3 separate regions of the Mus musculus genome follow, and all the other regions are linked to region 2. Evidence: chromatin contacts called from public Hi-C and HiChIP or PLAC-seq data. All regions are on one chromosome and are shown on one strand. The core of a region is the stretch at or near the end of the contact, and the rest is flanking DNA. Distances in the headings are between cores, read along the strand shown.

The links. Hi-C and Micro-C count contacts between places; a contact is called where the count stands out from the background. HiChIP or PLAC-seq counts read pairs in DNA pulled down with a chosen protein or histone mark.
Region 1: a Hi-C map of LSK cells shows a contact between it and region 2, with 11 times the contacts expected there. The contact joins two enhancer-like sites. A contact is called at or near these places in 3 of 39 promoter capture datasets (the C10 cell line and embryonic stem cells), 1 of 15 datasets of contacts at CTCF or cohesin (the NIH/3T3 cell line), 56 of 484 Hi-C or Micro-C datasets (B cells, the C2C12 cell line, ECoMG myeloid progenitors and 33 more), 13 of 115 datasets of contacts at active chromatin or transcription factors (DN3 thymocytes, the HPC-7 cell line, the NIH/3T3 cell line and 4 more) and 1 of 9 other capture datasets (embryonic stem cells).
Region 3: a contact with region 2 is called in an H3K4me3 HiChIP or PLAC-seq map of bone marrow-derived macrophages, with 4 times the contacts expected there. The contact joins the promoter of Kcnn1 here to the enhancer-like site in region 2. A contact is called at or near these places in 3 of 39 promoter capture datasets (cranial neural crest, embryonic stem cells and liver) and 1 of 115 datasets of contacts at active chromatin or transcription factors (bone marrow-derived macrophages).

The regions. Positions count from the first base shown.
Region 1 is chr8:71,745,772-71,748,471 of GRCm38.p6, reverse strand. No RefSeq gene overlaps it. Among named protein-coding and RNA genes, the nearest start is that of Gm35572, 9.1 kb to the left of the region's middle. Within about 2 kb of position 1,276, at least 27 of the 459 cell types and tissues checked have an H3K27ac peak or open chromatin away from gene starts, as enhancers often do. A contact at or near this core is called in LSK cells, where this site is marked.
Region 2 is chr8:71,295,670-71,298,369 of GRCm38.p6, reverse strand. The region is part of intron 2 of Myo9b (myosin IXb); the gene reads right to left. Among named protein-coding and RNA genes, the nearest start is that of Myo9b, 24 kb to the right of the region's middle. Within about 2 kb of position 1,414, at least 108 of the 459 cell types and tissues checked have an H3K27ac peak or open chromatin away from gene starts, as enhancers often do. A contact at or near this core is called in LSK cells, bone marrow-derived macrophages and liver, where this site is marked.
Region 3 is chr8:70,855,622-70,858,425 of GRCm38.p6, reverse strand. Kcnn1 (potassium intermediate/small conductance calcium-activated channel, subfamily N, member 1) reads left to right here and starts at 1,418. Exons shown (of 10, transcript NM_032397.3): 1 at 1,418-1,494.

The sequences.
Region 1 (2,700 bases), core at 27-2,526, 450 kb before region 2:
GTCTAGGTCCTGCCTCTGCCTCCTGAGTGCTAGGGTCCCAGTTGTACACCACAGGCCTTGGGACATTTGTTTCTTTCCATATTTTGTGTTTGCACCTGTGTCAGGATGCACAAGTGCGTATCAGAGGACAATTTGCAGGATTCCACCATGTGGATTTTGGGGATTGAACTCAGATCACTGGGTTTAGCAGTAAGCACCTCTACTTGCTGAGCCATCTCACTGGCCCCTGGAAGCTGGTTTAAATGTTAATCATTTTAATCCAGCAGATACCAGTCATTCCCACCCTCCATGAATCTCTCTAGAGAAACAAAGAGGAGGCAGGTGAACATCCCCAGCACTGTGTTTCTAAGATCCCTGAGCTAGAAACCACCACAGCAGCCATAGCTAGAGGATGGACAACTTCAACATAGCACAGGTACCAAAAGGTACCACCCTCTGATACTTAGATGGAACCACAAAACTGGAAAAACACTGGCCCCCAAACACTACACACAGACCTGACAATTCTGCTCTTCTACACCCCAAAGCTCAGGAACTCAAATCCCAGGATGGGACTGTATGCAGTGTGGCTTGCATTTAAAGGCAGAAACACACTAATGATGAATGGATAAATAAAATATAGTCCAACCACAGGGGGAACAGCCCTCAGGTACAGTAGGAATGCTGCACTAGTCCACAGCACATGGGTGAAGTTAGGAAACATGATGTGGCTATTGCTCAGCTGGCAGGGTGACTACCCAGCATGTGGAGTCCTGGGTTCCATCCCCCAAAATGTAGTCTGAAGGTGGTTGCACCTGCCACCCCAGCACTGGGGCAGTGGAAGCAGGAGGATCAGGAATGCAAGGACATCCTTGGTTACATAGGGAGTTTTGGCCAGCCTGGTCTGCATGACAAAAACAAAGAAATATCCCAGCACAGACAGTGTGTGTGTGTGTGTGTGTGTGTGTGTGTGTGTGTGTGTACCCCCACTGACAAGCAATGTCCAGAACAAGCCAGTCCACTGAGGCAGGAAGCAGAACAGAGGCTGCCAGGGGTTGGAGTGATGGGTATTCTAGGGCTATGGACAAGTTCTGGAATGGACAGCTGTGAGGGTTGCACAACACTGAACTACTGAGGAACTGTCTGCTTTCAATCATGAATTTTACACAATTTCAATAAAGTGGAAGTACTCAGGGTGTGTATTCCATTCTCTAAAACCCAGCTAGCCACACAGGAAGCTAGCTGACTGCTGGCTGCTGGCTGCTGGCTGCTGACTGTTGACTGCTGGCTGCTGGCTGCTTCTGGGTGACAAGATACAGAGGGTCAGGAGACCCATGTGCTTCTGATCTTGGTCATAGTAGCAGGCTTATACCACAACCTACAATGCCACACAAACTTCCTGTGACAGGTTCACACTTTTATATTGAGGATGGCCTGGACCACAGAGGGAGGACAACACTGCAGGTGACAGTGCCCACCGAGTCTGAAAAGAAGTGAATTTTTAGGATCACCTCTGCTTGAAGCAGAGCACCTACTCCCACAATGTGTCCTGTGAGCTCCACAGAACACTAACACTTACACACTAACAAAATGGAAAGTCGAACAAATCCCACTGATCAAAAAGTAAGAAATAGGCTTGGTAATGCATAGCAGTACTTGCGAGGCTGAGACAAGAGGATCCCTAGTTCTAGGCCAGCCTGGACAACAACTAGACAGACCCTGCTTCATTCAGCAAGGACAGGGTTGGGAGTCTGTAGGAACAGTAAGGGGTTGGGATGGGGTTCACAGCCATACTTGCCTGGCAGTTCAGGCCACTCTGAAACTCAATCATAGAAAGTTCCAGGTGGTGACACCAGAGTTCAAGAACATTTTGTGTGAGAAACACAGGGACTCAAACTGAAATTCTATGCCTTAATCAGTCTACACCTACATGCCTTAACACACCTACATGCCAGTTATTCACTGCCTGTTGGCCTTCAATCAAAGATGGCCTATAGAATCAACAGGGGGTCATGCAGATGACATCAACTAGTGATGGTGTAGATACTTAGTCTGCTGCATGATATTTGCAAAATGACAACAAAGACTAATGATGTACATTGAAAAACATCTGCCAAATGAGACCTGACTGCACACTACTTGTGGACCCACAAATGCACATGCTCGTGAGTACACACACAAACACACTTGCCCTGTGCACACAAGATCATACAAACATGCCCTCATGCAAGCTCTGCCACACATTTATACACATGAGCCTTCAGACATGCACCCTTGGGTCCATGCCCAATACCACAGAAACTTGCCCACAGCCAGGTTCAGTGAAAACTACCCCTCCTAGAGCTTGCGTTCTGGGAGGTGACTCCAGTGTGCCTGTCAACTGCAGGCGCAGGAGCCCTGGTTTGTTTGCCAACAGGCTGCCTGGAAACTGGTGGCCAGGGGTTACACTGCTGCCCACCCAGTACCTAACAGGGACTGTCTCCCATGGGAAAGTCCAGAAAGGTCTGTTGATAGGTTCTGTCTAGTCCCTGGGGCATAAGGCTAACGGGGAAAACTAACAGAGCTAGGTCAGCAAGCTCCATCCCAAACCGGAAGGATATTGATAAGGTTTCTTGCTCATAATGCTTGTAGCCCTGCCAGGCTGTGGGCAGAGGAGGGCAAGAAAGTCAGCTAGTGTCGTGTTAGGAGACTGTTCCTTTGACAACTCTCTTTTCCCATGTT
Region 2 (2,700 bases), core at 165-2,664:
ACTGCTAACTGATGGAGGAGGGGCCAGTCTACTGTGGGCGATACAATTCCTAAGCAAGTGGGTCTAAGCTATATAAGGAAGGCAGGTGAGTACTGATTGTAGTGCCTTAAATCCTACCAGCACTCTACAGAGTTCAAGGCTGGCCTGGTCTATATAGTTGAGTTCCAAAGTCAGCTAATGCTATGTATGTATTAAAAAAGAAAAAAAAAAAGAAGAAAGAAAGAAAGAGAGGAAGAAGGGAAGGAAGGAAGAAAGACAGAAGGAAGGCAGGGAAGACAGGCAATAGCCTGGGGACAGCTGGTAAGCAGCATTCCTCTTTCTGCTTCAAGCTCCTGCCTTGGTGTCCATCAATGGCAGGCTATAATCTATAGCATGGAACAAGCTCTTTCTTCCCTACACTGCTTCTGGTCATAGTGCTCATCGCAGCAACAGAAAGCAAACCAAGACAATGTTGTGTCACTGGGCTGAAGACTTTATAAAGTGCAGCTTTAGCTTGAGACTGGAGTGCTGAGCCAGGGTGAGCCCTGGTTCTGTGCTGGCCAGGGGACTCCTGCCCATACCACACTACAGCACAAGCACATGGAACAGCAAGTGGCCATGTGGCCAAGCCTGAGCTGGAGAACTGAACTACGACCCTTTAACCTCTTCTTAATCACAGACTCAATGATGTCACCAACTCCCATCAGCTACCAACATGTCACCTGGGGACAAATCTCTAAAACATGACATTTTAGAAATTCCCCCTCAGACCAACAGCAGCTGCTGAGCTGCACTCTTGGTTGACAGACAGAGACAGGGGCCTCACAATGTAACCCAGACTGGCTTCAAATTCCTCCTTCCTTGGCTTCCAAGTGCTACATTGATAGTCACTTGCTGCCACACAAGCTGAACCACACATTTAACCTGTCAATATCAAGGCTGTTAAACACCCCTACTACATAGGCTGAGGTACTCCCAACTCCAGAACTTTTCACCCGAGTCAATCTGGCCAAACATCTTCACCTAGCTCTTTGGTTTCTCACATCAATGAGTCCATGTCCTCGTGGTTGGGCAGAGCCAAGCCACCATACCTCAGGGAAGCCATGACCAGTGGGCAAAGGTCCTGCGGTCCTTGGAGAGTGGAGTCTGGTTTACAGGGACACAAACCTTGGCCCTGAGCAGGAGGCAGCAGCAGCTTCAGGGCCCATTCCTGTTCTGGAGTAAAAGTGTCTATGGTGGCTGAAGTTGTGGGCTATCTCCCTCCCTCAGACTCACCTGGTGTGGCAGGGCCTGTGGCTAAGTGAAGCCAAACCCAGGGAAAAGATGTGGGTCCATGTTTCATTTCTGCTTTCAGAATCAGAGCCTCACATGTCAGCAGCAGCTGGGGACATGCCAGGGCCAGACAGTCTGTGCCCTGCTTCCCTGGAGTGAAGCCATGTCTCGGGCATACTTTCGGGTGAACCCCATGACCAATGTCCTATGTGACTCTGCTGAGCTCAGTGCTGTCAAGGGGTGCTGTGCCCATCAAGAGTAACAACCCACTGGGCTCACAAAGCTTCCAGATGTCTTACTGCCCTTGTAAGCTCAGGCAGCCAACAGCTCACACAAGTGTCTCCTTCCTGAAGGTAGGCAGTATGTTGAGGGCCTACTGCTTGCCTACTAGAGGATGCCCTGGCTCATGTTGTCCCCACATTCTTTGAAATGGCAACTATCCCGGGCATGCAGGGACACTGATTGATAGACCCCTGTCTTTCCATAGGAGTCCTCCTGTTTTCTGGCCAGTATTGCACTGTGAGGCTGCATCCGGGCCTGAGAGGACAGGAGGGCCCAGTGACACCCTGACCTCAAAGCAGCCCAACTTCTCCTTTTGGGGAGCTGAGAAAAAGTCCCTGACACTGCAAGCTGCATGTTACCTTTGGCCTATGCACAGGCCACAGTGTGGGACCCTAAGAGGACAGGAATGAGGCTAGAAAGTCACATGAGCTGGGTTAACCTGTGACCCAAGGTATACCAAGACCTGAGCTCTGGCAGCTGTAACAAGGGAAAAGAGGCCTCACAGTTTCAGCTAACATGGCTTTGCTGGATTTGTTGGTCAGTGCCTTTCATGCAGTACTCAAAAGAGGAAGTGCGGGGGTGGTGGTGGTGGTGGACAAGTTGGGACCAGCTTTGGCAACATAGAAAGGAAGGGCCATATTTGGTGTGTTACATGTCTGTAAGGCACTAGGGAGGTAGAGGCAGGAGGATCAGGAATCCATGGTCATCCTTGGCTACATAGCCTTGAGGCTAGCCTAAGCTACATGGGTACCTGTCTTAAAGTAAACATAAAACAAAACAAAACAAAAAAACTTGTGCTCACATGTACAAACCTCACCCAACACACATAATTATAAATGAAATTAGAAAAATAGATAAAAGAAAGAAATATAAATCAGGCTGAATGTGATGTATATTCCTTTAATCTTAGCACCTGGGAAAGGCAGGTGGATTTCTCTGAGTTCAAGGCCAGCCTGGTCTATATAGAGATTTCCAGGATAGGCAGAGCCACAGTGAGACCCTGTCTCAAAAATAATAAGTAAATAAATAAGATAAATTAAAATTACAAACAGAAAAAGGGTAACCTTCAGGCAGAATTCTCTGTCTCTGAGGGTGACTCCGGGCAGTATTCAGGCAGGAGGTGATGCAGGGGACACTGGGCATTCTCAGGTGTTCTTGTGTCATGTC
Region 3 (2,804 bases), core at 169-2,668, 440 kb after region 2:
TGACAAACGGGGGCATGCCCCCAATCCCTGGGGGCTGTGAGAGGCTGAGGTGTGTCTCAGGAGACTGAGTGCTTTGCCAGTGTTTATGACGCCCTGGCTTCTGTTGTTAGCACGGAACAAATGGGGCTTGGTGGCCCAGGCCTATCCTGTCAGGTAGGACCTGAGAGGTAGAGGCAAGATGGCCAGTTCCAGGCCATCCTCAGCTCTATAGTAAGTCTGAGCCTCACAGATATGAAACCCTTTCTAAAACAAAAAGCAAAACAATTCCTGGGTAGGGGGTAGGCAGGGAAGGCCCACAGCCACAGGCTGAGGTGGCCACATGCAGAAGGTTTAGGGGCTGGAGGCAGAACCTGGTGCTCTTGGCCTGTCCCTCTGTGGTGTCTCCTGGAACCTGCTTACATCTATCACCCCAGGCTGGTTCCATCTGGCTCCACCTATGTGGATAGTGCAGATGTGGTCCCCAACACCTGGACTGTCACTCTGTTGGTGGCTCTGCTGGGGCTCAGTGCTGTCACTGCTCCCAGGCCACTTGCTGGCCACACATCTGCCCCTCAGTCCTTCCTGAGGCCCTCTAAACTGCAAAGACATTGGGCCAGGAAGAAGCAGGAGCTGGGTGGCTGGGGTGGGGGTGGGGAGGGGATTAGGGAGGGGATACACACACTCATCGCTCGGCTGCAGGCAAACCTCAGCTCCCCAGCTTGTCAGTAATCACGTGACTGAAGGGGCGGAGACTAGACTCCTTGGTCTCTGGGATGTCTTAGAAGACACCTGAAACTCCAGCACCTTAGGAAGTAGGCTGAGAGGAGGATTTCAGTGAGTAAATTCAAGATCAGCTTTGGCTACAGAGCTATCAAAACAAACAAACAAAACCCAAGACCACAAAAAATGTTGCATGAGCTGGAAAGGGGGGCCCAAAACTGTCCCAGCGCTCAGGAGGTGAAGGGAGAAGGAACAGAACTTCAAGGCCACTCAAGGCTAACCTGGACTCCCTGGTAAGTTCTAGCGCAGCCTGTACTTCACAGTGAGTTTGACGCCAGACTAGGTTATGTGAGACCTTGATTCAAAACAAAAACTTTCATGAGTGAGCTCTGTAAGTTTGGCTTGAATGATGGGGGCAGAGCAGGTTCGGGGGTCTCCCCAGCCCTGATGATTGCAGCTGCCTGGAGCTCTTTCTGCCCGCAAGGCTAATAGGGTTTAAGATCGGGGTCCCTGAGGTGAGCGGGCTTGTCTGTCCCCAGAGATGAGGTCCAGGTGTGCAGGATCACCTGCAATAGCCAGCTGCCTGTGCACAGATGCCCATCACCGGGGTTCTTATTCTTGCCCAGTGCCCAGGAGGGAGCTTTAAGCATGGGCGGAGCCTGCGGGGTCATGGGGGTGGGGCCTGGTGCACTCAGCCAATCCAAGGCGCCGCTCATACGGGGCGGCGCTGCTCCCCCTCCCTGGCCGGTCTCGGCGGGGACGCGCTGGCACGAGGGTCCAGGTCCCCGCCCGCAGGTATTGGCGAGAGGAAGCGGGGGTGAGGGGGCTGGGGGGGCAGTAATAGCGGGTCCCTGGGCTATGCGACTAGGGACGACGCTGGGGATGGTGTTGCCACGCGGTCAGGGGTCAGGGACACAGAAGAGAGGGTGCGCGTGTCCCCCGGTGAGGGAAGATTGCGAGTGGGAGACGCTGAGTCCATAAAGTCCATGCACAAGGATGGATGTGATACGGCCAGTGACATGAGCACTCTTCGGCCACCCTAAACTGAGGTCAAGGTGCTCAGTGACAGCACCTGGGCTGCCAGACTGGCCTTGTAAGCTCCCTGGTAGCCGGTGTGCAAAGGGCAAGCAGAGCCGGGCACCCTGAGGAGTCAGTGAGCCTGGTGAGAAGAGCTCTGGCACCCTTCCTCAACTCCATTTCCCCACCAGCTGCTGGGGAGGCCACCTGACACAGGTCTAGTGTCTTGGGAGTTTCTGTCATGAGCCGTTATCACTGTGGTTCCTACAAGAGTTGTGGGAGGTGGGTGCCTCCTTGAGACTCACAGCAAGGGACACCTATTGATCCGATTTTATTTTATTTTGAGACAGGTTCTCAGGTAGCCCTAGTTGGCCTCAAAGGCCAGGCTAGCCTTGCTGTTTAGCACCTCTTGATAGGTATGTATCACCAGTCCTAGCATGGCGACTTACACCTGCCATCCCAGCACCTGGGGTTTGCCACAGTGCCAACCTGCACTATAGATTGAGAGCCTGTCTCTAAAGTAAATAAATAAAATTACAGAAGACAAGAGAAAACGGACTGAGCTGGTACCCCAGGCTCCATGACAGAAAGCAGCTCTGTCCTCAGCTCACAGCCACTCGGGCAGAGCCAGCCTGGTTCCCTGTCAAGGTCCTGCCCTCAGCCACCGCCAGGCTGTGTCCCTTAGTCTGTGTCTGACTCGGTGCTGGCAGAGGATCCAGGGGCCACCCAACCTCCCTCAGCTTTGCTCTTCTTTTTAAAACCAGAAGAGGTATCCCCCTTGTGCCTGGGGCAACAGACAGTCCTTTTAACTGGAGGCTCAAAACACAGCCAGCCCAGGACTGGTCACTGAGCCCTGCCTGCTCTGCATCTGTCCTGTGCCAGCCAGCCTGCCCAGGAAGAGGCTGTCTCAGGGAACAACATGGCAGCACCTAGGCTTGGCATATGTGTCAGACAGCTGAGTCACAGCCCCATATTGCCTCTTCACCTGTGTGTCTTGCAGGCACCCAGGCCACCTTGTCACCTGCTGTTGGTAGCTTGAGGGGCAGGGGGTGCTCATGGGCCAGGATGATTGCAGGGCATGCTGGTGT